Linked DNA regions of Lactuca sativa: region 2 is linked to region 1. Evidence: chromatin contacts called from public Hi-C data. All regions are on one chromosome and are shown on one strand. Each heading gives the region's core, a stretch centred on a gene start, on an enhancer-like site or on the middle of the called end of the contact. The rest is flanking DNA. Distances are from core to core; before and after follow the strand shown. Region 1 holds the start of LOC111878775 (LOB domain-containing protein 15). Region 2 holds the start of LOC111878764.

What was found. Hi-C and Micro-C count contacts between places; a contact is called where the count stands out from the background.
Region 2: a contact with region 1 is called in a Hi-C map of leaf, with 7 times the contacts expected there. The contact joins the promoter of LOC111878764 here to the promoter of LOC111878775 in region 1. A contact is called at or near these places in 3 of 4 Hi-C or Micro-C datasets (bud, leaf and seed).

Annotation. Positions count from the first base shown.
Region 1 is chr5:349,087,794-349,090,720 of Lsat_Salinas_v11, forward strand. It overlaps LOC111878775 (LOB domain-containing protein 15), which reads right to left and starts at 1,470. Exons shown (of 3, transcript XM_023875284.3): 1 at 1,388-1,470; 2 at 907-1,186; 3 at 1-188. The coding sequence starts at 1,401.
Region 2 is chr5:349,226,559-349,229,485 of Lsat_Salinas_v11, forward strand. LOC111878764 reads right to left here and starts at 1,372. Exons shown (of 1, transcript XM_023875267.3): 1 at 468-1,372. The coding sequence starts at 1,253. The coding sequence ends at 717.

The DNA of each region.
Region 1 (2,927 bases), core at 220-2,719:
GCAGCTTCTCTGTACTTGTATCTCAAAATTTCAGCCCTAACTGCATTAAGATCAGCTTGAAGAGATTGAATTTGTTGTTGTAATGCAGAAATTGCACCCATGCAGCCATAGATTGGATCTCTTAGCCTAACATTTGCTTCATATACCAAACTGTTTGCCGCATCTGCTCTTTGACTTTCAGGCACCTCCTAACAAAATCAAATGAAAACAAGAGCTGTGGATATAAACCCTAAATGAAATCGAAAAATGGTTCATCTAATCGGCTCCTTCAAAATTTTGAAGCTTATTCATTCTACAGTTTAAAGGTCGTTAATCTCACTCTTTGTGTTCTCGTTAAATAACTAATCGGACCAAAAATGGAACAAAAACTAGCAATTCAGTATCCGAAGTATCCAACCGATCGACTCTTTAATCCAATGATTAATTAAAACTCACTGTTAACATTCATGTGCATGTTTTTTTTTTTTTTTTTTTTTACATTTCTGGTCGATCTTTAAAGAAAAAAAAAAGGAAGAAAAACTCGCATCTTTCGGCGTAATTATTATCGAATCTGAGTGTTTCAAACAAATGGTTGTCTATTTAAGACTCATTCACACCGTGTGCGTATTTTCTTTGTTTTTAGCTGTTTTTCATGAAAATGATAGGGAAGAAAAGTTTGCAATTTTTGGTCCAATTAGCATCTAACTAAATCTGTAAATCTGATACTTTTATGTTCAAACTCAATGCTGTGCGTTATTTGTTTGGTTTCTAATTTCTTTGTAAGAAAAATATTCGGAAGGAAAAAGTCGGCTAAATGATCAAAAAACTTGAAAAGATCTAAAAACAACACCTGATTAGATTCAAACTCGAGACTCTCAATTTAGTATCGGTAAGTTTTAACCACATAAACAGATGGAAAGAACATACCATGAGCAACTTAGAGACGTTACTGGCACCAAAGATTTTGTGAACAGCAGCAAACTTATGAGGTTCATGAGGTGAGAAATAAGGTGAAAATGGACACTCTTCTGCACATCGTCTCCGCAAGAGCTTACACGCAGCACATGGTGTGATCGTGTTCAAAGTCCCTGGTGCTGGAATCAATATCTGTCTCCTCCCCATATGCCCCATCGTCGTGGTGTTTAAATACGCATCGATCTCTCTCTTTATCCTCTTACCAGCATCATCATAGAATTCCCTAACACCACTACCATAAAAACCAGAATTAGGAAACCATAAACAACAAGAAAGATGGATGCTTTTTATGATTGGTTTCTTGAAAAGGTCAAATTAATGAGGTGATCAAGCATGTAACTTCTTTGATCTCTGTGTTTTTAAAAGTAATTAGTAGATTAAAAGATGTTAATCTGCTTGAATAAGTTGATTTTAGAGAGGGATATTGATGTACCTTTCTCTGGACATTCAAGAAAACCTGAGAGAGAGAGAGAGAGAGAGAGAGAGAGAGAGAGAGAGAGAGAGAGAGAGAGAGAGAGAGAGAGAGAGAGAGAGGAGAGAGAGAGAGAGAGAGAGAGAGAGAGAGAGAGCTTTAAAGGCAAGGAAAGTGATATATATATATATATATATATATATATATATATATATATATATATATATATATATATATATATATATATATATATATATATATATATATATATATATATATATATACACCTTAAGATCACATTTTTAAAATTATGAAGTTTTGATTCACGGTTCATTTTATAGAAAAAGAGAATTCCTTAAAAACTAAGCTTCCTTAATCGTTGTTGATATATATATATATATATATATATATATATATATATATATATATATATATATATATATATATATATATATATATATATATATATATATATATATATATATATATATATATATATATATTCAACTATTCTAACTAATTATTGTACATCTATCGTAATCTATGAAAATGATAAAGAAAATATGTTGTTTGATAATATAAATACGTTCAATCTTACATAATTAAATCGTCGTTAACACACATTCTCACTAATTATTGTACATCTATCGTATGCTATTGTCATTAACACACATTCTCACTAATTAATTCGTCTATCAGGTTATTATACACTTATTATTATTATTATTCTCATTTCTGTCAGAATGTTGTCAGAATGTTTTATTGGGTCGTATTCTGTCAGAATTAAAATGGGTGAAAAACGATGTGTGAGAACAAAAAAAAAAATTAACGAGAATGCATGATAATGACAATATTCTTATAAGGTTGAACGTATTCGTATTGCTAAACATCTTATTTTCTTAGTAATTCTTATAGCATACGATAGATGTACAATAATTAGTTTGAATAGAATATATATATATATATATATATATATATATATATATATATATATATATATATATATATATATATATATATATATATAAGTTCAATAGAGAACCATTAATTAATTATTGGTTCTCCAAGGAACCAATTTTTTTTCCAAGTTTTAGAGTTTATTTTTTATCGAAAAAAAAAACTAAAAATATCTAAATTCATAACATAAAATTGTGAATGTTAAAAATATTTTTCGAATTCACCGTGTGAATTTAGATTCACATTGTGAATTTGACGAATTTTTTTTTTTAGAATTTGATATCATTGGCAAAAAGATAAAAAGTTATGAATTTTTGTATTTTTAGTTTTTTTATAAAAAATAAGTTCTAAAAATTGAAAAAAAAAGTGTTTCATTGGTTAATTATGGTTCAACCTCACCATATATATATATATATATATATATATATATATATATATATATATATATATATATATATATATATATATATATATATATATATATATATATATATATATATATAAGTTTAGGTAGCACATGCTTATAATTATGTAGCTTTGCCTTTGATTAAAGGTTCATTTTTCAGAAAAAAAATTCCTTAAAAAACTAAGATTCTTTAATCGT
Region 2 (2,927 bases), core at 122-2,621, 140 kb after region 1:
TTTCATTGAACTTTTATGGAGTTACATGTATTGTACGAAAATGTTGTTTTCGAAAAACAAAAAATTATTGTGCGAAAATATAATAATTAAAGTTGTATGAAAAATAGAATAGGAACGTTTTAACTTCCTGTATAGTTGAATATATTATAAATACCACAACCAATGCATTCTCCACAAATAGTTCCACCCTAAACTCCAAAATATTTGTAATTATAGTACCTGGTAAATCTATAATATTGTGTAACATAATTAACCAAAAGATACAAACATGCACGATTACATTAGATCAGTTTACGATTAATTAATTTAAGAAGATCACAATGGGTAAATGCACATACAAAAGTAAAATCACCATAAGCACCCCAAGTGAACTTTTAAATATCAAATACCACATTTTAGCAATTAATCAAGATTCAAGATACACACTAAAATCAATAGCCACAATAGTGATTCACCATTCATGTACATAAGGAAGATGTGATCATATCTTAATCACCATTGGTGTTCATACTAAAAAACCACAATAGTTCTGTAAACTATTGATCTTAATTAGATCTAAAAGTAATGCATAACGTATAGTTATTCTACTTTTACAACATCTTTGTGAAAAAAAGGAACCATCTTTGCATTTATTTCTCGACTTCAAGTATCGAAGGTGTAAATTAAAGAAGTTACAAAGCCGCCATATATATATGGTTGATCTTCTTGCAATGATCCTACTTTGCACCACGCCTGATACGGAAACAAAGAGTTGAAACAGGTGATTTGGATCTATCTTGATCCTCAAATGATTTTCTGCGGCTCTCCATGGTCAGGGTGTAAGGAGATGATGCAGAATCTGAATACGACAAAGTAGAGAACAAAGAAGACGATTCCGATGAAGCTGGTGAAGCAGGAGAATTATAGGGCTTTCTAGTAGGTGTCATGAGCCTAGGGAGGACAGCATGTAGAATACCACCACCTTTAGGTTTTTGGCTCTTTTTGTTGGGTGTGTTGGGAGAATTGAACAGAAAAGATGGTGGTGGTGTGAGTGGAGGAAGTGGGGTTTCACGAAATCGCACTCTGGGTGTACCTGGTTGGGATTCCCATTTAAATGGGACTCCAACAGGTGCACGACCATAATACACTTCTAGAGAAGAATGGTGTATTGCCATCTCCATTGATGAACGCCTTGAACTGGTTGAGAATCGCCTATCATCCCTTGTTTTGATGCTCATCGCGGGAACATCAGATCTTCCTGAAAGGGTTTTCATCTTTTCTTGATGACTTGAACCCTAAGTCACCCGAAAAATATTTGAATTCTTTACAAAAGAATGGATGAAAGAGGTACGAGTTTGGTTACTTAAATATAGTTAAGTTCCCAATGCACATTCCTCATCTTACTCTCACTGACACTGACATGTTCAACCTTCTATATGAGCAGGTTCCTCTCTCTCTCTCTCTCATCATGTGAACATCAAGAAACAAGACTTTTGGATGTTTTTAATATTGAACAATGAAAGTTGAATCTAGAGTCAAACATAAAAGATGATATAATAAGCAAGATAAAGAAAGGGCACCTAAAATCTTGAAAGTATTAATGAGATATGCAGGTTATAGAACATGTGAGAGCGGCATTGTAGCAAAAATCGCTAATTCTTAAATGATAGGTGCATGTGCCATATGTTAAGCAGGCATTTTCTAGCGTGCAACATTAAAGCATTCAGTCAAATCTCTAATTCCCAGATGAAAAAAATACAAGTAAATGGCTTTTTGAATCTGTAATACAGTAATACGTTATTATATATGAAAAAAAAATACCTAGGTTATGACTTATGATCATTTTATATCGATTAAAAATATAAACACCATCGCACCTACTATCTGATTTAACCCTAGATCTGTGATTCTATTTGAGGTCAAACAGCTAAAGATTCCATGAAACAGGTGAAAAGTCTATATCCATAAAGTTTGTTTAATCACTTACTGATGATGCGCAAACATGCTAATATTTATCCGATAACGCAAGGAAATTGACTAGCTCAAAGTACATCGCTGTCACGTGATTTGATTCATCAACTTCCATGTAGCCAAAGCCATTTAATTACATATCGATAATATTCTACGACTACACATTGTTGATCAGTCATTTTCCATTCATTCTCAACATTTAATTCAAAGCAAAACGTAGCCTGTGAATTCTTCGTTCATAAGTAAGGTTCGGGAGATCGTTTGTGCGTCTTTCAGAACCTCAAGATGCATACAGCAGATATATACAATTAGAATTAGTACATAACCAACTCCCCAAGTTTATCCTATAATATATAGTTTGAATAGAACAGACAAACTACCAACAAATAAACTTACAAACTGTTGAAGTGTCACTGTCTTCTAGTATATCTGACCTAAATATAGTTAATAAGATGCTTCTTGATGTAAAGCTATCGATCCACGATTAAATAACAAAGTAACCAGCAAAATCACTCACCTATGACAAGAATAAGCATGCCAAGAATCAAGATGCATACGGCATGATACCACCATACACCGCCATTTCAATATTCAAATATCTTTAAAGTTATTTAATTTTGTTTGTTTTTTATATGTTGTTGTTCTGTAGTTATTAAAGTATTTTATTTGTAAAATGTTTAAATCTATTAGGGTGTATTTAATCATTTTTGCATATTTTATAAAAATATAGAAATCGGACCGTTTACCTGAGTGGAGTGTAATAGCTAGCCGTGCTCTTGCCTGCCCATGGATTCAACAACAGTTTGAAAGGTTAACCTATTCGGGAATCTCCAGATCTATGCTTATTTTTATCTCCCAAAGCATTTTGTCAGCTTACTACGCCCTTCCTCGTCTCCATGAAAGAAAGATTAATGATTCATATAAATCCCTCAATGAGAAATGGCCCGAATAAATCCAACGAGTGATTAATAATCTTA